7 separate regions of the Mus musculus genome follow, and all the other regions are linked to region 4. A link is a contact called in public HiChIP or PLAC-seq and promoter capture Hi-C data. All regions are on one chromosome and are shown on one strand. The core of a region is the stretch at or near the end of the contact, and the rest is flanking DNA. Distances in the headings are between cores, read along the strand shown.

Evidence for each region. Promoter capture Hi-C pulls out the DNA fragments that hold promoters and counts their contacts. HiChIP or PLAC-seq counts read pairs in DNA pulled down with a chosen protein or histone mark.
Region 1: a contact with region 4 is called in a promoter capture Hi-C map of pre-B cells, with 6 times the contacts expected there. The contact joins the promoter of Mcoln2 here to the promoter of Lmo4 in region 4.
Region 2: a promoter capture Hi-C map of liver shows a contact between it and region 4, with 6 times the contacts expected there. The contact joins the promoter of Gbp2 here to the promoter of Lmo4 in region 4. A contact is called at or near these places in 2 of 39 promoter capture datasets (liver and pre-B cells) and 1 of 115 datasets of contacts at active chromatin or transcription factors (embryonic stem cells).
Region 3: a contact with region 4 is called in a promoter capture Hi-C map of liver, with 4 times the contacts expected there. The contact joins the promoter of Gbp5 here to the promoter of Lmo4 in region 4. A contact is called at or near these places in 5 of 39 promoter capture datasets (the SN4741 cell line, embryonic stem cells, hippocampal neurons and 1 more) and 3 of 115 datasets of contacts at active chromatin or transcription factors (astrocytes, large pre-B cells and thymic regulatory T cells).
Region 5: a contact with region 4 is called in a promoter capture Hi-C map of liver, with 9 times the contacts expected there. The contact joins the promoter of Syde2 here to the promoter of Lmo4 in region 4.
Region 6: a contact with region 4 is called in an H3K27ac HiChIP or PLAC-seq map of thymic regulatory T cells, with 11 times the contacts expected there. The contact joins the promoter of Gbp7 here to the promoter of Lmo4 in region 4. A contact is called at or near these places in 7 of 39 promoter capture datasets (the 3T3-L1 cell line, the C10 cell line, liver and 2 more) and 1 of 115 datasets of contacts at active chromatin or transcription factors (thymic regulatory T cells).
Region 7: a promoter capture Hi-C map of pre-B cells shows a contact between it and region 4, with 5 times the contacts expected there. The contact joins the promoter of Pdlim5 here to the promoter of Lmo4 in region 4. A contact is called at or near these places in 5 of 39 promoter capture datasets (embryonic stem cells, liver, neutrophils and 1 more), 1 of 484 Hi-C or Micro-C datasets (embryonic stem cells), 3 of 115 datasets of contacts at active chromatin or transcription factors (astrocytes, embryonic stem cells and thymic regulatory T cells) and 2 of 9 other capture datasets (adipose tissue and liver).

The regions. Positions count from the first base shown.
Region 1 is chr3:146,148,196-146,151,452 of GRCm38.p6, reverse strand. Mcoln2 (mucolipin 2) reads right to left here and starts at 1,620. Exons shown (of 14, transcript NM_026656.5): 1 at 1,447-1,620. The coding sequence starts at 1,523.
Region 2 is chr3:142,618,891-142,622,158 of GRCm38.p6, reverse strand. Gbp2 (guanylate binding protein 2) reads right to left here and starts at 1,496. Exons shown (of 11, transcript NM_010260.1): 1 at 1,351-1,496. Gbp2b (guanylate binding protein 2b) reads right to left here. Exons shown (of 11, transcript NM_010259.2): 11 at 2,983-3,268.
Region 3 is chr3:142,495,083-142,498,397 of GRCm38.p6, reverse strand. It overlaps Gbp5 (guanylate binding protein 5), which reads right to left and starts at 1,464. Exons shown (of 11, transcript NM_153564.2): 1 at 1,403-1,464.
Region 4 is chr3:144,203,772-144,206,858 of GRCm38.p6, reverse strand. It overlaps Lmo4 (LIM domain only 4), which reads left to right and starts at 1,604. Exons shown (of 5, transcript NM_010723.3): 1 at 1,604-2,039.
Region 5 is chr3:145,985,758-145,989,164 of GRCm38.p6, reverse strand. Syde2 (synapse defective 1, Rho GTPase, homolog 2 (C. elegans)) reads right to left here and starts at 1,295. Exons shown (of 7, transcript NM_001166064.1): 1 at 1-1,295. The coding sequence starts at 1,166. It overlaps Gm35352 (a long non-coding RNA gene), which reads left to right and starts at 1,670. Exons shown (of 3, transcript XR_376174.3): 1 at 1,670-1,793.
Region 6 is chr3:142,528,725-142,532,159 of GRCm38.p6, reverse strand. It overlaps Gbp7 (guanylate binding protein 7), which reads right to left and starts at 1,824. Exons shown (of 11, transcript NM_001083312.2): 1 at 1,721-1,824.
Region 7 is chr3:142,394,279-142,397,323 of GRCm38.p6, reverse strand. Pdlim5 (PDZ and LIM domain 5) reads left to right here and starts at 1,628. Exons shown (of 13, transcript NM_019808.3): 1 at 1,628-1,738.

The DNA.
Region 1 (3,257 bases), core at 371-2,870, 1.9 Mb before region 4:
AGGAACAACACAGACCTCCTGTGAGACAGTGTCTCTCACTGGCCTGGAGCTCTGAAATTAGGGCTGACTGGCTGGCTAGTGAACTTTGGGGGGGGGGGGTCCTCCTGTCTCCTGCCTGTTGTGCACTGGGATTACAGGTCCCAAGTACTGTCACCTGGCTCCAACAGTGTTCTTTGAGTTTGCAAGAAAACACCTCTGGCCGGGCGCCTTTAATCCCAGCACTTGGGAGGCAGAGACAGGGGGATTTCTGAGTTCGAGGCCAGCCTGGTCTACAGAGTGAGTTCCAGGACAGCCAGGGCTACACAGAGAAACCCTGTCTCGAAAAAAACAAAAACAAAAGAAAAGAACACACCTCTGTAGCCCCACCAACATGGTTTTATAGTTCAAAACCGGTCTTTTGAAGGTCTGAGAAGTCTATGCCACCCTTGCAGAAAAGCATCCATTCAGGTAGCCATCATAGACTAACTTCCCTATGGCTCAGTTTCCTTGCTGGCTTCAAGAACATCCTGCTAGGAAGGAGAGGCCGCTCCCTGCTCCCTTAGAAAACTTTAACAGCCCGCCACTATTTGTTTTAAGAGCAGCAAGCAGGAGCCAAAGGCCACTTTGTCCTCACCTCCCCGGCTCAATTGCGCTGCTGCAGACATTCAAACTCAGGAGAGGCCGCTTGGCAGAGCCACCTGGCTTCACTGAACGCCTTTTCATAGAGCTGGGGAAACCAGGGTTGACCACACCGCAACCCTCCCACCTAAGAAAAAGTCGGTTTGTTCCGGAAGGCAAACAATCAGCCTCATTTTTAACCGAGTGCAAGCAGTTAGCATTAGTTTGCCCGGGGTAGCAAGAACTCTAAGGTAGAGCAAACCAGGATCTTTTCAGAGTCCTGTCACCAGGAAAGAAACACACACACACACACACACACACACACACACATACACACCAAAAAACAAAAGTCATAAAACATCTGATCCCTCTCTGTCTCTCCGGGTCTCTTGCCTGGGAAAACCGTCAGTTTCAGGGCCAGCCATCCTCCTTCAGAACTTTCCAGGGCTCCCGGGACTGAAGGAGCTAGACCCATTCCCCGCCCAGAGGTTCAGTGGCCCCCAAATGAAAGCCTTAGGGGACCAAAGCCTCTTACCCTTCCAGTCAGCGCTCTGATCTCAGCCCCGGGACTTTGCGGAAAAGCGGCTGTGTGCACCCTGGTCGCTACGCGTGGCCCTGTCCTCCCGCCACGCCCCCCGCGTCCCCACCCTCGGCCGCTGACTTCCTTCAGCGCTGGGCGACCCAGGGCGCTGTCACGAAGGACTTTTGCTACGTAGCGGAGAGCCCGGACGCGAGGCAGAATGGGGTCCACGTGTGAGCTCAGGGACACCTTCTCGGCGGGAGATATTCCAGGAGGGGACGCTGGAATCCAGACGACCACCAGACATGGTCCACTGGGGGAGTACCCACCTGTGGTGGGGACCCCAAGTCAGGTCCGGGACGCGGTTCCACGCAGGCAGGTCCAGCGTCTCCTCGTCTCCGGGCATGACGTGACCCCAAATTCCCTCAGTCCCCACGGTCCCCACACCCGGCTCCGCCTACGGGTGTCTGCGAGATGCAGGTGGAGTGGACGCCCTTATAAAGGGAAGTCGTCCGGAAAGCCTGCTATGAGGCCGCCCGTCGTCCACCCCGCCCCCCTGGCCGTCCTGACCTCCTCCCTCCCGCCCCATTCCCCACCCCACCACCCCACCCCCGCCCCCAGACCTCTGACTCCTTCAAAAGTTCATTGCATTTCTTTTGAGCTCACCATGTGGCCCACACTGGCAACCAGAGCAATCCTCCGGCCTCAGCCTCCTGAGTACTAAGATTACAACAAGCACGTGCTACCAACGCTGGGATTTTGGACAAGTAAAGTGTTGGTACTGAGTTCTACCGGATGCTCCTCCCTCTTGGAATCAATAAGTTCGTGGGGATGGGTTTCTTCACTAAGGAGTCTTTATTCTGATAACTCCCTAACAAGTAGTTAGGATGACAGGGCAAGCATGTGGAAAGCAAGACCCCAGCCTCAGCCACCAAGTCAGCTTTCTGCAGCCAGTCTGCTTGACCCCTGAGTAGCCCAGAGTAGCCCACCCCAGCGGCCTCTATGCCCTTCCCCCTTGTTGCCTGAAAGCAGGGGCTTCAAGACAATTGGTTTCTATGAACCTGGCTACAGTACCCAACCTGAAGCTAGCAGGGCCTTTTGGACAGAACCGGCTCAGAGGCTCCTGTCGTCACCATGCAGTGGAGCTAACTAAACCCCTAAGTTTCCAGGCTATGTGCGTTAGGAAGTGTTCGAAAGGTCCCCATGTTTAGCTAGGGCAAAGGACAGTTTGTAGAGGATTATGTAGAAAGAGCTGGACAGAGCCTTTTGGACCCTTTGTGTAAGGTTTTTGTTTTTTGTTTTGTTTTGTTTTTTGCTTTTTGAGACAACCTCATATAACTGAGACTGGCCTCCAACTTGCTATGAAGCTGACGCTGGCCTTGAACCTGGTCCTCCTGTCTGCACCTCACAAGGGCTGTTGGTGTTGAGGAATATTCTGCCCCACCCCCACCCTTCCAAATCTACTCTGTTTTAAAAAGTCACTTTCCAAAAACTACTGGGTAAAAATGCTTGAGTTTTGTTTGTTTTTGTTTTTCCAAATTTCTTTTAGGAAATACGCTTACTGGGTATGGAAAGTCTGAGAAAGTCTGTCTGAAAAGTCACAGTGCCCACCGTACCTTCATGCTCAGGATTCTGTACACTGCCCCCTCCCCCCAGTGTAGCCAGTCCTGGGTTTGACCCCAGAATCATGGGGTGGACAGAGAGAATCCATTCCAGCAAGTCCTCTGGTCTCTGCAAGTCATGAGTGATACCTATGTGTGGGGTACACACACACACACACACACACACACACACACACACACACACGAGAGAGAGAGAGAGAGAGAGAGAGAGAGAGAGAGAGAGAGAGAGAGTGTATGTGTTCACAGACATTTGTTACTACTCCCAAGTCACATAAACAGCCACTAGCAGACGAACTCTTTCTATTTAGGTCTCTGACACTCCAAAACCTTTCTTCTTACTATATCTACCCACTGACAAGACAGGTCATTAAACAGTTGCTGGTGTCCAGTAACTTTCTTCATTGGCAAATGTTTCTCTAAACAGATTCCCACCTGTGACAATCTAGAAACAGTCTCACCGGTGGAGAAAATATGTCTTTTCCTAGGTAGTTGTAAAAGATACATTTATCTAGGTATGA
Region 2 (3,268 bases), core at 247-2,746, 1.6 Mb after region 4:
TACTGCATATTTATTAATGGGGGCTCAACAGCCAGTATTGTTCCTACTTGCATTCATTCATTCATTCATTCATTCATTCAGTTGCATCAGTATGGACTGCTAAGTACTTATTATTTCATTCCGTGTAACTTAGGACTTTGTGACCATTCCTTAGTTTGTTGCCTGGCTTGTTCCCCGTGTTCACTGAGGCTCCCTCAGCTGGATCCCGTGCTTGGCTGGTAGACTTCCATGACATTCCCAGTGCTGTGGTACTCTCTACCAGCACAGTCTTCCAGACACAGCTCATAGTTTTCCTATGTTACCCTAGAGAATTCCTCCCAAAGGTTTGGTTTCTTTCAGTTCACAGTGGTATTTATGCCACAAATATCACATGGACTATATGCATTGCTTTAAGGTGAACCAGTATCTTCTGGAACATGATATAGTTTTTGAACTCATGAAGTCACAGCAGCTGTGGCTGCCTATAGAAAACCTGCATAAAGGCGGGTGGTTAGTGGCACATGCCTTCAATCCAGCACTTGGGAAGCAAAGGCACATGGATCTCTGAGTTTGAAGACAGCCTGGTTTACACAGTGAGTTTCAGGACAGCCAGGGCTACACAGACACACTATTTTGAAAACAAAACAAAAGAAAAAAGAAAAAATGCATAAATCAAAATTCTACCATAGGTTGGTGAGAGTCCCGGGAAGCCCAGAGCATAACTGAGATGATAATGGCAGTTAATGGCTGCTACAGACTCCAGGGTTGGTTTTCTTCAGTAAATGGCCCCTGTTAAGTTACCTGAATTCCACTAGGTGGCCTTATGCCCACGTTTGAATGAGCTGCAGTGACTTGATTAAATGAGGACATGAAACTGAGTGAGGGGTGGGTGGGAGGAGATGGAGGAAAGAGTAGGGAATATACACAATCAAAAACACATGACATATATGATGTTCTCAAGGAATAAATAATGTGTGTGTATTCAAAATAGTATACACAAAGATATTGTAGCTCAATAGATTTTTCAATGGGGGAAACTGTCTCTTTTTATGAATTCCAAGCAGCCTAACTTATTTAGGTAGACACTGGCAACAAGTTCAGGAACTTTGTCTGAGTATCATTAAATAGTAAGAATGATATAAAATGGTACCGAGAAAGCAATATGAACCTCAACACACTTATGCTCTCAGTGTGAAGTCTTCTTTCCCAGAGTTTAATTAATTTGCCCTAGTAGGGACAGGGACATCTAGGGTAAAGTCTGCCTCTGTCACCTAGCCCTGGGCCACACACATCTGTGCTGGTTTCAGCCTCCTCTGGTTAGGGTAAACCAGCAGTCTGCTAAACAGTTTTCCACCCCTGCCTCTGTCTTACCTGAAGAGAAATCCTTTAGAGAAGAAGAAGAAGCAGCTTTTCAATGCTGGTCAGCTTTGCCTCTGAGGCTGGCTGCAGAGTGCTCTGTCCTCTCTCACAGGCACTGTGACATAGACCCTGTAGTAACCCGGGAAGTTCCAGATTTTTGCCAGAGAACTTGTGAGGAGTTCGCTCTTTATTTATGCTTAAGACAGTGAAAGTGAAACTAAAAGAGTTCCTAACTGGGGTGGGGTTGGAGGGATGACTCAACCAGCACTGCAGGAATGAGGGGTTTGCTCATGGGAGGAGGGTCTCAGGACTTCTCAGGTAGAGATTGATAAATGGTGCCATTTCTTGTGGGTGTTTCAAAATGTAGGGTGAAAAGGGTGTGGTTTTGAAATCATTCTCTTATGTTTCAGTCCTTTTTTGTCCATTAGTGTTTGTTTTGTGAAGTTGCCAGCCCCACTGTGTTACACAAAGTTAGCAAGCAATTGTGCAATTCAGAAGTGGACATGAATCGTTTAAAAATCATTTCTCTGTACTGTGAAAGAATAAAAATAGAACGAAAAAGGTGAGAATTTGGAGGGACAAGGAGAGAGAAAGGAAGGAGAAAGATGGGGGAGACAAAGAGAGGGAAGGAGGGAGGAAGAAAAATTACTGAAAGTGAAAGTGAATCTGAGTTCCTTTAAACATGTCAAATGCTGGGAAATCAGCTAGCTTGTTTGTTAGTTTGTTCATTTGTCTTTTGGACTAGAATAATCGCTATTAACATTATGTACAATCCCACAACAATTTTAGCACCACTTAAATATTTTCAATCATGTAGACATGTAGAATTTAAGAGTAAGCAAAAGGGATTTCTTTCTTTTCTTTCCTTTTTTTTTTGTTTTTTGTTTTTTGTTTTTGTTTCTAAGCTTAAAGGGGTGGAGTTTCCAGTCATTTGTAGTATGTTTCCTTAGAAACAAGTGAGTCAGAGTCCTGACCCTAAACCATTGAGTGCAAATAACATCTCTCAGAGGCTGAGGGAAGCCACTGTCAAAACTGAGACTGACATCTGTGAGTCTCTGAGCTAAGGCTGGGAATGACCATGGAGTTGACAAGCCACTGGCACTGTGGCTGTGAGAAGTGTCCCAAACTGTGCTTTGAAGTTCTGAAGATGTCTAATTAATCCTCATGCTGATTTACCCACGGACTAGTACTTAAAATCTTCCAGGGACTTAACACAAATCAGACAATAGGTCAGACTTTGAATACAAGTGTTGAATTCTTCTTCAAGCACACATGATACAAGCATGCACTGAAAAGTATACTACAGAAACACTATACCATCCACTGTTATGCTATAAGTTAATGTACCACTAGAAGTATTTTTTAAAGCCCTGGGTTTAATGCCACTACCAGAAAATAATTATACAGAAAGTATCTTTGTGTTTCTGTATTCCACAAGAGTACTAAGCCCCGTGACTGTGACATTTCCTCTGTGTGGTACTACTGTTATTCTGAATGTTCAGTTGCAGAGCTGAACCCCTCATCATTGGGTGCCTGTGTGACAGCTAAGAGTCTTCTAATGACCTCCCCTCTTACAGAAATTTAGGAGCGGCGTTTCTTACATTATGAACAATGTACAGCATGCACTTGAAACAATTATGGTAAGCTTAATCATTTTTATTAACAGTTTTCACTTAAACAGTGCTTCTGCCACATTGTAAAAGGCATTTATCTTCAGAGATATGCAAATCATGTCATAGCAGCAAAAGAAAGATAAAAATGAAGGTTGGTTTCACAAGAGTTGGCACTGTGATTATGAGCCTCAGAGGAATAGAACGAAATTTATTTTGAGTTCTCCATTCTGTGTAGAAGTCATTCTAAAACTCTTAGAAGGAGAAAGTGTTTTTGAAAAATAAAAAGAGAGATTAGAAAGGAAACACAGTAGGCTGGA
Region 3 (3,315 bases), core at 215-2,714, 1.7 Mb after region 4:
AAATATACATATATATACATAAAACTAGATAAAATCGGGTTTTTATTTGTAAGTTCCACTTAATATTGATTTCCAGTCTCATCCTTGCAACTGAGTAGCATTATGATGTCATTCAAGTCTTCCCTACAATTCTGCTTCCTACAAGCCAGACGTAACCAAATCAATATGCATTTATATCAGTAGAGGGTTGGGCTAGAGATATTGGCTCAGTGACTAAGAGCACTTGAGGCTCTTGTAGACCTGGATTTTGTTCCCTTAACCCATACCAGGTGGCTCACAACTACCTATAACACCAGTCCTGGGGGACTAAAATACACTCAGGCACACACATAAATAAAATAATTATAAAAAAAAAGAAGAGAAGAGAAGAGAAGAGAAGAGAAGAGAAGAGAAGAGAAGAGAAGAGAAGAGAAGAGAAGAGAAGAGAAGAAGAGAAATGTTCACACAAGGGGAGGACTGTAGGGAAGAAGGTCACCAAGAAATCTGAAAGTACTGAAAGGTGCTGGAGATGAACTTCTGGTGTTTGCTCAGTTTTTGCGTTTATATTCTTATCTGTTCTTTAAGTATGATATGCATGAGGCACGGGACACAGCAAGAAGTCAAAAGAGTTCCCAGGAGCGATCCGCATAGCCAGACCATACCGGCCAAATAGGTCATTTTTTGATTCGTCAACATATAAAGGTAGAGACAATATTGTAGCAGAGACAGAATCCAACACAAATGGGGTTTAAAAGTGAGTGACTGCCCAGGAAAAGCAAACACGGAACCTTTAAGAGATGGCAGTGCAGCGAAAATGCTCACTGCTGTCAGCAAACCTCTTCCTGTGTGCCTTGGAGTTCTCTCTCTCTCTCTCTCTCTCTCTCTCTCTCTCTCTCTCTCTCTCTCTCTCTCTCTCTCTCGCAGCTCTGGCTGTGAATTTGTCCCAAGCTCCAATGAGGACAAGCATCGGCCCACATATAGAGCCTTGCTGTCTGGGAATTCACTTCCCGACAATGGGAGCGCTGGTTAGAGCCCCAGTCTCAGACCTTTTACTGCGCAGCTCATGCTCTGCTATATTGTTCATGCAAACAGTATGGTTGCCTGCTATTCTGGAGGTGATTCTGTTCTAAACAGCAACTAGGGATGCCAAGAAGTTAGAACAAGCGGAGATAAACAGTTGGAAGTCATTTCTACCTTTCAGTTTAATCTCTTCACACTCTGCCCTCTCATTAACAGGAAACAATAACGGCACTGAATAAACACTCGGACTGCTGGACAAGGAATTCTGCTTCTCTGAGAACACTGCTGTTTAATCTCTAATGGGGCTGAGCCAGCATCCAGGCTAGGATGCATCCCATCCTGGATAAAGTAGTCTAAAAAATAATTCCTAACAGTCTCTTCCCACCCCTGCTCCAGGTCTTACCTTAAGAAAAACTGAAGAGCGGGAGCAGGGGCCAGTAAGAACACTGCTTCAAACGGGACTCTGCAAGAGGACAAACTCGTTGCACCCTTATTTATCTGTGCTTGGTTCTGAGAAATAACGGCCAGCCCTGGGAATTTCCTTTCCTCTCCCAGAGAGCTGGGAGAGAACTTGATTATGAAACGCAAGAACAGGAATCTGCAAAAGGGTTCTCTAAACTGAAATTGAAACTACACAAGTTCAGACTGTATAGTTGAAGGGGATTTTCAAAAGCAGAAGGCTTGAATGTCACTGAACTAATTTCCCAGAAGTTGCCCACAATCTGAAAGAGAACGTTGACATCGTTTGTCATTGTTTCAAGCGCTGTTTATTTTATTCCTTTGAACGAGGGTGATAATTTTTATGGTTTTGAATCACAATTGTTTTGAAGGGAAACCTCACGTACTATTTGAAGACTCATTTCTTACAATTGTCTCTGCATCCACTTAGGATAAAAGTTGTTTTCATTGGTAGTAGGTTAAACAAGGAACTCAGGGTGTCATGTTGTGGACTCTTGAATCCCATATATAAAAGAAATAAAGAACAGAATTAGGAAAACTGAGGATAACTTTTTTGGAGTTGGAGAGAGGAAAAAATTAGCAGAGCAGACAAACCGTACAGGAAACCAGAAAGGAGAGATTGCAAAGGAAAAGAAAGCTAATCACGCTTGCTGGGTTAGAGACTGCACCAGCAAGCTGACTCAGTCACAGAAAGGCTGTAAGCAGCTGCTTTAATCTTATACTGTTTGGTGCCGTTTGGAACATCTGCTGATGATGTGACCCAAGTCCGATTCTTCTGAGCAAAACTCAAGCCACTGAGTGGGTTAAACTAATTTTTTAAAATAGGTCAATAAAATAGCTATGCTTTACCAAGAAGAAATAGCCTTCCCTTAACGGAGCTTCAAGAAAGATCTTCTATCTCACTTGTCTAGAATTCAAGCCAAAATAATATGTTAACAAGTCCTGGAGATGACGCTGTCACTACTGGGACAAGGAAACTCAGGAAATGTCTGGTCATATGTAGCCAATAAAGATCAGTTATATAGAAGCTGAATGTTGTACATGGATATTTGCGGACTTTGTTCTGACGCTCTCTGGAGTCTAACTCTCCTAAAAGGAAGCATACTCGCTTTAGACTGCACTTGCCTGTAAGCTTGACAGAAATAGCATTTGACTTTATGGTGGGTACCGCCTATACTGGTGACTTTGGGTAAAATAACCTAACCGTTATCACAATAACAACTGTATTGATCCATGCGCATTGGATGGCCTTCCACTCCAGTGTCTTCTTTGGTTCGTTGGTTGGTTGGTTGGTTGGTTTTGTTTTTATTATATCAGTTTTTCAAAAAATATTGTTTTTTCTGTGGGATTCCTTTACCAGACTTCCTTTCCATGGACTCGATCACTTCTCCAGACAGGCTAATCTCTGACTGACTTGAGCATGCAGCCTCGGAGTACCTGGCCTCAGAAGGAAAGGCACGTGGATGACTGGTCTCATTTTCCTGTGTCTTGAGTTGAATGCAGAGGCAGACTCAGAAGCTGTCAGACCTGAGTGCAGGCTGATTTCTAGAGCACTAGGCCTGTCTCTGTCCCCATGAGTGTGGTCATGGGCTGGGGGACAGTGACTCAACTTGAGACACAGTTGGTAGAGCACTGCATGGAACCAGTACTTCCATACAGAAGACTCCAAAACTTACATTGCGAGTGAGCGCAGGGTTCCACTGACACTCTGGAAGGCAGCTTCTTCTTAAGATCTTCACTGTCCCCTCTGAGGGACCCCATGGGCTCTTGGTCCTTGGCTTTCCCCCCTTTGCCTTGCTACACTCCCCCCTTTGCCCTATTCTACCACCCTTCTTTGCCTTCCTGTGCTTTGCAGAG
Region 4 (3,087 bases), core at 355-2,854:
GTTGATTTTTTTTTAATAAAAAAGCTTTTAAGGTGAATGATCATAAGAACACAACGTTAAATACAAATCCATAAAAATAATTTTTAACTGTAGCATGTTAGGAACTCAAGGAGCTAGAATCCAGAAATGAGTATTTTTAACTGGTATTAAAACCACCCTCTTCCTGGTTTCATAGGCAATATTTATTCCTTTGCCCTAATTTTGGCAGTTTAAAGAACCAAAATTCTGCACACAGCTGCTAGGACTGTAGATTTTTTGCCTGATTTTTCTTCAACTTCCTTTCTTCCAAGCTTCTCCCACAAGACTGGTTTTAGTTAATGATACTTAGCAGTACAGCTTTGCACTTCCATGATAATTTCCAACAGAAAAATCTCTCTGGAACTTACTATTAATAATCAACCCTAGTATTAACCTCAGATCGGAGATTTATTAAACCTATTTGGCAGAGTAAAGTTGAATAACTTGATGTTCAAGGATCCAGGCTGAGCTCTGGCCCTGGAAAGAGGCTCTGAAGCTAGCTAGCATTCCTCAAATCTTGGTTTGTACAAGAAACGACTAGTCTTTTTTCAGGGTCGTGAGCTAGCAGCAGGTCTGGCAAATGCTCGCATCGCTTTAGGGGGCTACGAGGGAGCTAGCATCACACCCTCTACACTGAAGCAGAATGGTGAGCAAAAAGCTTTGCCCATAAAGTTTCCTTCATCTCTGAAAACCAGGGTGTGATTTGCATTCACCAGCAACTGACAAGCATCTATGAAATGCCTCCTCCTTCCAGTTTACACTGGGGTTAATGGGAGCAAGATGGGGTTAAGCTGGCAGTACTTAGGTAGGAACTACTTCCCACTTTGCTTAAGGTTTTGAAATCTGCAACCCGAAGAATTAAACAAAACACCCGCTTTTGCACCTCCCTCCGGCAGAATGAATCCTCTACCCTAACAGGAAGAGACCCATTTCTGGGAAAGTAAGTTTCCCGAGGGTCTGTTCTCTGAGCCAGGGAAGGCGATCCCCGAGGCCCTGCGGGGGCGGGCTCCACGCGTCCTCGCGCGCTGGGCAGGCAGGTGTGGTCCTGAGCCTGGGCACGCGCTCGCTGGCCGCGTCCCCCGCGCCACCCGGGTCCCTTCTCGTGCCCCGACCCCGGGCCCCCCCCGCCTTCCCGGGCCCGGCCGGCTCAGCCGCCCGCCTCGCTCCCCGCCCCCCGAGTCTCGTTTCAGTCACCCTTTGTCCTTCCCCGGATTGGCAGGTTTTATTATTCCGCCTGAACAATCCGGCCGCCCAGTGGCTGAGGGTCGCTGACGTCGGCGGCAGAGCCGGGGAGTAGTTGGGATTCTGCTCTGTCAGTAACACATGTGTAAGCGCCGCCGAAGGAGCGAGCGAGCCGGCTAGAGGCCCGCGCCGCCGCCTCCTCCGAGCCGGGCAGCAGCAGCGGGGCAGCCGATCGGTCCAGCGCTCCCGGCCGGCCCGCAGCTCCCCACTCCGTGCGTCCTCGTACCGGCCGCGGGACCGAGCCTGCACCGCCGCTCCCGGGCCGCAGGTCGCGGGAGGGGGGAGCTCGGCCGAGCCGCCGGCGGCCCCGAGCGGGCGGGCGGGCGGGAGGAAGGCGGCGGCGGAGGAGGAGGAGCGCGGGCGCGGCGGGGGCGGGGGCGCGTACAAAGTGAAGCCACATTGCCAAACTTGCAGCCGCGATTGCAGCAGTGGCTGCTGCTGCGCCGCGCGGGCCCGGCCGAGGGAGCCTGCAGCTGCTCGCGCGCAGCCGGGGGCTGAGGACCGGGACCCTCGGGCTGAGACTTGACACTTCTTCGCCGGGCCGCCTGCCACTTAGCGTGGGGCTCCCTCTACCCGCCCCAGAGCCACGCGATTAAAAAAAAAAAAAAAAAAAAAAGCAGCCCTTAGCCCCCTCCTCCCCTTTCCTGCTTCTGCGAGAACTCCCTCCCTCCCTCCAGCTCCGCCAGCCCCAGCGCCCCTGCCCTGGAAGCCGAGCGGCTCCGCTCGCATTTCGCCGCCGCCGCCGCCTCTCGCAGTGTTGCAATATAGGGGAGAAGCAGGTAAGGGGGTGGCTGGGGACGCCGCGGGCCCGGAGGGGACGAGGGAGAGAGGGAGGGGGGAACTGATCGGGGCCGGGGCTGTTTTCTTTGGCTTCCTTCCCTTGACCGTCCCAAATTGCAAGTAAACAATACGTCGCCTTAGATAATGCGTGAGTCTGAAACTACCGGAGGCCGGCCTGCGAGCTAGCAAGGAGGGCAGCCCCGGGCCGCCAGCTTTGTAGCGGTTCCTTGCTTACAAAAGGGTTCTTCTTGGAGACGGGGCTGGTGGGGACCCTGGAGAGGGCTGGGGGCAGTTCCAGTTCCTAAAGGAAAGGCAGGGGCTGCTCAGATGAGAAGTGGTGTGTGCGTGGGTGGGGGCGATAGTCAAGACCCCCCCCCCAACACTGTTTGAAACAGGGAACGAAAAGCTCTAAGTGACCAGGAGCTGGCATTGCTGATTCTTTTAAAAAGAATTCCTCTTGGCTTATAAGTCTTTTGTTCCAATCCAGGAGAAATCCGGTGAATCACCTAATTAAAATCAAGACATGAATTAAGCATCCATTTTTGTACTACAAATGGCCAGCGCTACGTTTGTCCCTCCCTTGGTCTCCATTAAAAAACACCAGAGACGTTGTTAAAGGGGGGCAGATTTTGCCTCTAGCTGCCAGCTCTGCTTTCTATTTCACTGACTATCCCAGGACCTAAATTGCTTGGCTATGTAATTACTAGAGTATAAGCCTATTTAACTTAAAAGCTTTCTTTTTTTTTTTTTCCAACTCTAAATGAAACTTGATGAGGGCCCGTCCTTAGTTATCAGGGGAGTCACTTTCTGGTCAGTCCTCTTGATTCATCTCTTTTAGATTTAATCAGCATTAAGGTATTGCTTGTCCTTAAGAGCTTTAGCTAATGGGGTTACTGGATGCTTTTCTCAGTGTAATGTTTCCTTTTCAAAAAAAATATACATATATATTTACCTCTCACTAAAGATGGGGGTGGGGAGCAGCTTGGAATCTCCTCCCTCCCCCTCCCTTTTAAAAAAGGAATTCGGAGCGATTAAAACGTTGGGGGG
Region 5 (3,407 bases), core at 46-2,545, 1.8 Mb before region 4:
AGTGTGATTCTTTGGTCCGTTGTCACCGAGAGGACGTGGTTTTCATGCACTTTCCAACTGCCCAAATTTGGAGAGGTTGTCTGCGCTCCGGGAACTTTGGGTGCTGTCCCGCGATCGCGACCCTTCATCCCCAGGGACAGCAGACGTCCTTTGTACATCCACTTCTGCAGTTTCTTGACAGTCACCGCAGGTGGCTTGAGGGGAAGATCCTCCGGATGGTCCTCTTGGCTGCTGGATATCACAGAGGTCCCCACAGGATCCTTAAAGGGTCGTCCCGAGGACCCGCTGGGGTCATGGCAGATGGGAGGCAGGAGAGCGGCGGACGTAGCAGCCCTGTGGCTGCCCGGGCTCCAGCCGTCCATCCCACCTCCACGTGGCTGGGGCTCGTCCCTGTCCCGGTGCGCACCGCACCTGATGCAGCTGTCGCTCGCCCACCGCTGGAGCAGAGGCGGCCGCCGGCTCACGCGGAGGCTCTCGAGACTTCTGCAACTGGACAGTTGTATCCGAGGACTGGGAGGCCGTCCCTCTCTCGACTCCGTCGGAGGCGACCGGGGCGGGGACACCTGCTGCGGAGGGCGGTCGCCGCCTCGGAGGCTGCAGGCTGGGCGCACGGCTGCGCCGCGGGGGAGAGGCGGCTGCTGGCCCTGAGCCCGGGCTCCCGCGGGTCCGCCCCGCCGCGTGCCCGAGTCAGGGGGTAGGTCGTGCATGGCCTGGATCAGCAGATAATAGGCCTCTCGCAACTGGGTCTGCAGCCTGCCCGTCTCCAGGCGGCCGCCCTCCATCCCCGGGGAGGAGCCCGGCGCTCGGGAAGGCGAGGCCCGCAGCGCCTCCGCCCCCTCGGGCGCGCAGCCCGCCGGCAGGTTCTCGTAGTAGTCGGCGCCCTCGTCCTCCCCGTCGTCGTCGCCGCTGCCCCAGGCGCCTGGGGAGGCGCGAGCAAGCGCGCGGCCCAGAGCGGCGGCCTCCTGCGCCCCGCGAGACCATGGCACCCGCGCGCCCGGCTGCTCGGTCCCCCATGCGGGCCGCTCCATACCGGGGCCCGCGAGCTCGTGGGGCGGCGAGCGTCCCTCGGAGAGCGAGGCCGCCACGGAGTCCGCGTGCAGCCCGAGCGCGCCGGGAGCGTGCCGCTCTCGGAGCCGGCCGAGCGTCCTCCGCAGGGGCTCCGCCATGAGCGCCGCCCTCAGCAGCCCGGCTCGCCCGGGGCGCGGGGCGGGCTCCGAGTCCCGCGCGGGCGGAGGCGGCGGCTCTCCATGACCACGGCCGGTCCTCGCCAGCTCCTCACATACTTGGCATAACTCGGCAGCGGCGGGTCGGTAGAGGGGGGCGCGGGCGCCGCAGCGCGCATGCCCCGGAACTAGAGCCGCGACGGGGCGCGCGGGCCAACACGCGGCGTTCCCGAGGTGGGCGCTCCGGGGGCGGGGCCTGCGCGGCTGCAGAGAGGGAAAGGTGGAGCGGGTCGGGCTGCCACCCCGCCAACCGCCCCGGCCCCTCCCCGCTGCCCCCTGCGCGAGGCGGGGCTCCGGTGCAGCAAGTCCTAGCTTGAGAGTAACAAAGACTGTTTGGACCGACCAAGTGCGAGTGCAGGTGTATCTCACAGGAGCGTTGTCCCCAAGATGTTCTGATCGGTTCCCTGCTCCCCGGAACTGTTGGAAAGGAATTTGCGGGGCTAGAGAGGTCGCTCGGTTGTAAGGATCGCTGGCTGCTCTGGTGTAGGACTCCAGTGTCAGGGGTTCCGAAGCCCTCTTCTGGCCTCCGCTGGCACCCGGCATGCGTGTTGTAAACCGTCATAGGTGCAGGTAAAACAACCATGCACGTAAAAATAAACAATAAAAAAGAAATCTGTAGCAAATCCTATTCAATAAGGAATTTTTAAAAAAAGTCCTTTATGTACTAGATCACTTCGGTTCCCTCTTTTTCAAATCTGTTTCTCCTTCTGTAAAAATGATACCTTCTCATCCAACGTTAATCCCTAGATCAAACAAAACTTGTTAAATGGAACCACAGATAAGAGCCCCGGGTACAACTACCAAACTAAAAGCGCTAGTTTACAGCTTTTAAATGTAAAAATGCTAACTGAAATTCAGTGTTCACTGGGTCGAAATAGAGAAAGGGTGAAATTTGGAAATACCTACTCTCAATACCAAACCCTGCCTGGCCTGGCACTGATCGATAAGAATCAGTGTTGCCATCATCTCTGATTTCAGCTATACTTTTTGGTTGTTATGCATTGGGAATGACCTTTGAGCCACTCATACCGCACAAATATCTAGCACATGCTTGCACTTAGTAGGTACTCAAGTCCTCCAAAAGTGGTAGTTGAGTGAATGGTCCTTACTTATTCCAGTATGGTCCTCCATGTAAGCCCAGCTGCTTTCTGTGCCTAAACGCTCCATCCTCTCAGCTCACTTGGATCTGTGCCGTTTGTTAGCGCCTGGCTCTCTGCCTTTGGAGTCATCCCCCTGTATCTGTATGCGTGTAATCTTCCCTGTGCTAGGCTTGGTGTGGTGGTATACTTGCTTGTGGAAGGAGGCTTAAGATGGAGGCAGTAGGAGGACAGCCTGAGGCCCTCTCTCAAAAAGCTAAACAAAGGAACAAAGAAACTGACAGGAGTGCCCCTCAGGTGAAGGCAAAGCTTTCAAGCCTAAAGATTTGAGTCAATTGTATCAAGACCCACACCCTGGAGGTGAGGAGCCATTGCTTTGTGACCTGAGACTCACTCCAAAACACAGGAATGCAGAGGGGAGGCTGAAGGGCTACCTACCCATCCTCCTCTTCACCATGGAGTCAGCTCCCACACAGACTAGGTCTCAGGTTCTACCAAACTTCAAGAGTCCTTATCACTACACAGCACACATTCAAAACACATATACCCTGCATGCCACACATATACCACACACACACACATATATACCACACACACACACCACATACACCACACACACCACACATACACCACACACAACACACATGCATGCATATACACACAAACACATATATACCACACACACACCATGCACAAGTACACTACACAAACACACCACACATATACACATGCTACACATATACCATGCATATACACCACACACATGTATAAACACACAAATCTTTATCATATATTTGTTGGAACAGATTGTTTCAGGTATTTTTTTTGTTTTACATAATTCGTATGCATGTTTTGTATCTTTTATTTAAAAAATTCAAAATTGACCCACTTCCTAAGGACAGAAACTATAATCCCTTGTTGTATTGGGGTAAACCCAGCATCCTAAACACTACATGAGGAAGCTTCTTAGTTGACAGCAGTGTTATAGACAAGAAGCAGCTTCAGTTTCCAGTCCGTCGCTCAACTCTCCACTAGACCACAGTGTTCTCATGCTGTTTTGAAACTCTTTCGTAACACACTGAAAACT
Region 6 (3,435 bases), core at 575-3,074, 1.7 Mb after region 4:
ACCCAGGGGGGGGGCCCACCTGCTCAGAGGAGAAGGGGATGGAGGAAGGATTGTGGGAAGGCATGACCGGGAGTGAGGCAGTGAATGGGATGTAAAGTGAATAAATTGAAAGAAATTAAATTAAAAATAAATAAATAAATAAAAAACAAAACCTACTGGTTCCGCTGCTTCCACAGCCTGAGTGCCAGGATCAGGAATGAGTATTGCAGTGCCCAGTTTATATGATGCTGAGGACTGAAGCCAGAGCTTCACAAGTGCTAGACAAGCGCTCTACCAACTGAGATCAGCCCCAGGACCTTCAGCTTACTTTCTGTACATAGATAAGTGACAAGCACGTGACCTTACACTGGCAAATTATCATCTCCCACCTGCTTCATGCCCATGCTGTTGAAGATGACACATGGATATGATTCTTTTCCAGTGGCTAATTTCCCTGAAAATACATCCTCGTGAATAAATACTTCTGTGGGCAAATCTCTGATGGTGCATTCTCTCTTAAAACAACCATAAGTATTGAAGGCTATTGTGCCTCCTTTTCACTTGTCTTGGAGGTCATGCACACATGCTAAATGAATGCTCAGGAAGACTATAAACTGCCCAGTGGATCAGGGAATAAACACCAGATCCTATTACCAAAACTTCCCTGATAGAACCAACTTCCGCAATTCACCTTTTCTACACTGATAAATATCCTAATTGGGAAATACCAACTCTCAATTGATTAGTGGCATGTCATGATATAATGTATAAGGGGCACTCTGGGTGCTGTTTGTCCTCTGGTGGCATCTTAAAAACTGTAGGTGTTTCTTTACTTAGCATCAATTTAGAGTAGGTGTCGAATGGGAAACGTAAGCTCACCTTAATTCTGTGAAAGACAACAGTACCTTAATGACCAGTTCTATCTATATTAGGAAAATATTGATAGGCATGTTATTTCTCTTCTCTCTGCTCTCGTGCAGGTCTGGGTTACTGTCCCAACTAAGAAGCTTAAAATTCACAGTAAATAAGTAGAACTACATAGCTGCGATTGGTCATGTAAATTATCCATGGTCTCCAAAGGTGGCTCGAGCCACAGGGAAGACAGTAAAAAACTGCCTCCTCCGGAGATTTTTCACAAGCTCCAAAACTGGTCTGAAACCTTAGATGGACGACTTTGAAACAGTTCACAATACATGAAGGGGTTCAGGCTTTCCTGCTGTTTCTAACTTTTGACTGAGTACCCCATTGCAGAGCGCGAGAGTGCACTGGTAGCACAGCGGTGCACGGGGCGGGCGCAATTGGAAATTCTGTCTGACTCAACAAGGGAAGGCTATGTTTTCTGTTTCTTCAAGCCGAGCTGAGCTCACAGCGGCGGGAGTACCTGAGGACTATGGTAGATGAGGATTCTGGGGTTATGCCCTCTTACTTGGAAACAATGCAGGGGAATGGGTAGCCTGCGGGAGTGGGTAGCCCTGGGCTGATATTCCCGTAGGAACCGCTCACCACCCCACCCCATCCCCCACCATGCCTGGCTGTGGTGGCTGCTCGAGAGTGGTCGCACTTCCCACACTGAGCAACGCTGTCCACCCACCCTGAGGCCACCAAGCCGTCTCTGATCGCGGTCGTCCACCCTCCGGTGTCATCTTGCACCAAATGTGGAGTTTATGGCCTGGGACCTCGGGACCTCCCTGAAGCTCCTTAGGAGATGTGTACATTGGGTATGGAGTCTCAGGGAACTCACCAGCCTGCACCGGATTCTCTGCTACCTGGATTCAGCACCTTTAGGCTTGCTGCTGCGCCCGCCCCGATTCCTCCTGAAAGCTCTCTATTCTTAAACTCCAGAGTGAAACCGGATATTGCCTGCACTTAGTTGTGGGGATGGAGAACTGAAACTGAAACTGCACACACAGGCTTGTGCTGACTTTCTGAGAAGCTTCTGCTTTTCCTGGAAAGAAAACGGAATCTGTGGGGAACAAGTCCATAGTCTTCCCTGCCAGATGGGCGGCGGATGAAAACAAGTCGCTGATTCTCTAAATACTGACTTCTATTGGGAAATACAGAATGCTGCAACAGAAATGTGCCAGCTCCTGCCACTGGCTTATTCCAAGAGGTTGACACCAACGAGACGTTTTTACCTTAAAAAACGCGCAACTCGTGCATGATAGTAATACTGTACATATTAAAAAGGTAATGGGTTGTTTCTGTGCATTGGATACCTCATGTGATATATGATGCAGACTGGGTTAACATAGCTATCTCTTCAAACTGTTAACACTTCTTTTTTGAGATGTATGCCACAGTCACCATCATTTATCTTGCTGTGCAGCAGCACATATGAAAGTCTGGCTTCTCCCTTTTTCATGTCCCCTACGGGTTAGCTTGCTATGCCTTCTACTATATGGAGGTTTTTTTTTTTTTTGTTTTTTTTTTTTTTTTTGGCAAAACCGAAATGAATTACAACAGGTGTTTTGGGAAAGAAAGAAAAAAAGCTTTGTCTTAAGTGACTGTCCAGATGTCTGGTAACATACAACAGACTAAGCTGTCATCTTTGTTTGGTTAAATGTCTTGGTGCATTTTAAATTCACAAATATTCATGTCAGGGTGATTCTGTGATTGGAATGTAACCTCGTGTTGTGTTAAGGAACATCTACATACAGACCAGACTAGTGAAGTATCCATGTCTGATGCTTTCTTACAGGCCCCTCGGAATCATCTTTCTGAGCTAGGGAGGAGGTGGGGCTTGGTCAGGCCTGAGAACCATCATGTAGTGTGTCCTCAGGTTATCCTTCAGGTGGGAACATCAATTTGATTCCCATCTGTTAGTTTGACTGAGGTAAATTTCTCCCATAGAACAAAGTTAAGTGTGAACTCTGTGGAATAGCAGTTGTCAGACTCAAGGCTAGGACACGAATGCACTTCATTGCAGTAACGCTGGATGAACTAGGCATGTCTGGAGTCAGGGCACGGGGCAGACACTTAAGTGTTAAAGCTTTCACAACCCTCTCTTTTATGTTGCTTTTTAAAAGACATAATGGATCTATTTCAGATGGACCTGCTGTGAGGATTTGTATATGCTCAGCCTAGAAAGTGGCACTATTAGAAGGTGTGGCCCTGTTCAAGTAGGTGTGGCCTTTTTGGAGTGGGTGTGTCACTTTGGGTGTGGGCTTTAAGACCCTCATCCTATCTCCCTGGAAGTCAGTATTCTGCTAGCAGCCTTCAGATGAAGATGTAGAATTCTCAGCTCTGCCTGTACCATGCCTGCCTAGATGCTACCATACTCCCACCTTCATGATAGTGGACTGAACATCTGAACCTGCAAGCCAGCCCCATTTAAATGTTGTCCTTTATAAGAGTTGCGTTGGTCATGGTGTCTGTTCACAGTAACAAAACCCTAACTAAGACACCTGGAGCACAATGAGACCTCCCTGAAATCATCAGGAATAATGACCCAACATG
Region 7 (3,045 bases), core at 379-2,878, 1.8 Mb after region 4:
GAAGGTTGAAGGCCTGGTTTGCAATTAGGACTAAAACTTAAGGTACATTTGGGCCACCCTATCTACTCTCAGCTCTTTCCTCATCATCTCAGGATGCTGATTCTCTGATGCTATGGTTCAAACCTTGGTAATGAAATAGCATTGATCTAGTTTGATTTTTACTGTATCAGCACCAAGCAGATGAGGGGGTGAAGAGAAGAACGTTATAAGGTAACACAGGCAAGTGACTTGTCACAAGTGGAACTGTCTATCATGTGTTATAGAATCTGTTGCAACTTTCATTTGTAAACATTGTGACTAAGGCTGGTATTCATCCTATGAAGGCAACTGTAAGGCTGACTCTTTGCTTTGCAGGGGATATCTGTTTACATGTAACCATTCTTAACCATTTACTTTGGAATGATCTATGAAACAGAACCCTAAAACACACTAGACAAATCCCACATTAGAAAAATTCTTCCCTGCAAACTAGTTTTCCTTTTAGAATGTAATACAATCAACAACTGGCCAACAAAATATGCAAGTCACATCCATGTTAAACTTTCTAGTATATACATTAAAAAATGAAAATAAGTTGTAATAATGTTTTAAATAGGCAGATAATATCAACATATAATCAACATACCTATTTTTTAAATTTATAACATTTTAAAAACCTGGTCCATATATGTCAACTTGGCCACTAAACATCCAACTGTACAGTGAAATGTAGTCCTACTGAAGCTTCTATTTAATGGAAATCCTATCCTACTCATGTATAAATTTAGATTCATAACAATGATATAAAACATTTTTACAATGAGTTAAATAGACATATGTGGCCAGTGGCTACTATTTGAACAACTTTGAACCTACTTTAGGAGTTTGCTTGTACCTCTAGAGCAGACTCCAGACTCAGGGACTTCGGTTGAGGTTTATTTTTGTTTGATACACCACTTGGTTAACACTTGTGCTTTTAATATTTTAAAAGTTTCTTTTCGAGTATTCGTTAAACATTACTAACGTTTGCTTGTGAATAAATTCTCTGGGCAAAACCAAACAACTTTACAGAAGTAGGTAAATGTGCTGTTAATTTGGAATTAGAAAAATAAGCTGAGGATACAGTGGCTGAATCACTTTTGGCCACTGCTTTGTATGGCTGTCCTTTAGCTTGACGACAGATTTAACTTCTGCATATTAGGGTTAGCGATTTTCACCTTCCTGACAAGCAAACTTCAGAGTTTGCACTTCTCGAGAGTATACAGAGGTCTTTCACAAAAGCAGGCGGTAGTCGCTGAACTTGCACCGGCAGAGATTTAGCTAAAGCCCTTTTCTATTTTCAGCCAGACCAACTGCGGGTCAATTCAAGTTTCTGCAGAGTGAAAAACGCCGAAATACAAAACAGAGAAGCGGAAGGCTAGATCTTTGCCAGGTACCAGTCCAAGACTACACCCCGGAGACTACGCCCACCGAAACTCCACAGGGGCAATTGTTTTTTGTGGCGGCGGCAGCCGGTCCCAGCAAGTCACAGAGCACAACAGGGAGACTCCACTGCCTTCTAAGCCCTGAGCGACGTGGCCCCGCCCAGCCCGGACCATGGGGGCGTGACCATTAGGGGAGGGGCGTGGCCAGCCTTGGGGCGAGGCGGGGCGAGCGCGGAGGCGGAAGTTCCCCACCGGCTTGAGAGGGACGGCGCAGGCACCGCGAGCCACTTGTCAGCGCTGGTCTGAGGCGGAGGGTGCGCCGCGCCGGTCAGGAGGTGAGTGGCCGCGGGAGGCGGAGGAGCACGTCCTGGTCCGCGAGGGAACAGGAGGAGAAGCGGGTGACGGGGTGCGGCGCGTGGAGGGGCGCGGGACGAGAGGAGGACGGGGCGAGCGTGTCCCCGGGAGCCGCTGCTCCTCAGGTGCTCCCGGTGCGCGCCGAGGTGTGAGAAGCGCCCGGGGCAGGGCGGCGCGCGGCGGGACTGAGCGCCCGGAGCCGGGGCTCTCGGGGACCGGCGCTCCGGAGAGCCGGGCGCACCAGGGGGCGCCCGCCGAGCCGGAGGGCAGGCGGCGAAGGGCAGCACCTCGGCCTGGGGCGCGCCAGCCCCCAGGGAAGCTCCGGCGAGCCGAGAGTGTGCGCCTGCACGGGAAAGCGGCGCAGTTTTGTTTGCTGGCTCCCAGGCTACGGAGAAGCGTGTATTTCCCCCTCCCTGAAATATGTGCAGTTGTGTAACCTGTGAGGGTTACACGTCGGTGCGTCCAGAAGGAAAGCCCACTTAGATCAGTCGCGGTCGCCAGTTTTTATGAAACTGGTGTATACTTGGGGCTTGGGTCAGACTGAGCTTCAGCCCCGTTTGACAATGAGTGGAAAGAGGAAGGGCGTATGGACTGGGCAGAACTTGGAAAGAAAATTCGTGACTGGGCTGGGCAGGTCTAGGGTGTGATCGCCAGATCCTATCCCAGGTCCGCCTTCTTGACCCGAGGACGTCTGAACCCGCCTGCTACGGAAACTGCTAGCTGGGGAACCTTATTTGGCCAACAGGGCTAGGCGTGAACCCAAGCTGGGAAACGTCTCATCCCTCAGCCTTAGTGCTTTAGTCCTCCCACCATTCTATCTCAGGAAGGGGAGAAAGAATCTCTAGGTTGTCTTAATTGAAGGGCTCCTCACTTGTAGGTCTCTCCCGGTTACGCACACCAAGGAAACTCGCACACAAGTGTGGGAAACCACTTTTAGCCTCCCTCACTAGCAGTAGATGGAAGGTATTATTTATGCTGTCCCTAAAAGAAAATCCAAAGCTCTACAGAAATTCCAACGTTTTTACATGTTTGAAAGCAGAATAAGCTGTTATTTCCTGCCTGCTTGGTTGGTATTTTAGCATTTGGGCACTAATAACCACATGGGGGAGACTTGGAAAAAGCCAATAAAAATATTGCCGTTGCTTAAGGATCAGAATATTTTCAGACAAATGAATTCCAAGCGAAGCTAGCAGAAAGGGAATTTAGAGAAGAGACCGGTGTTGTGGTTTGGCTGACTTGGCTAGTGCTAGAAATGTTAATAACAAATCGGAGAAATCAGGAAGGGAGT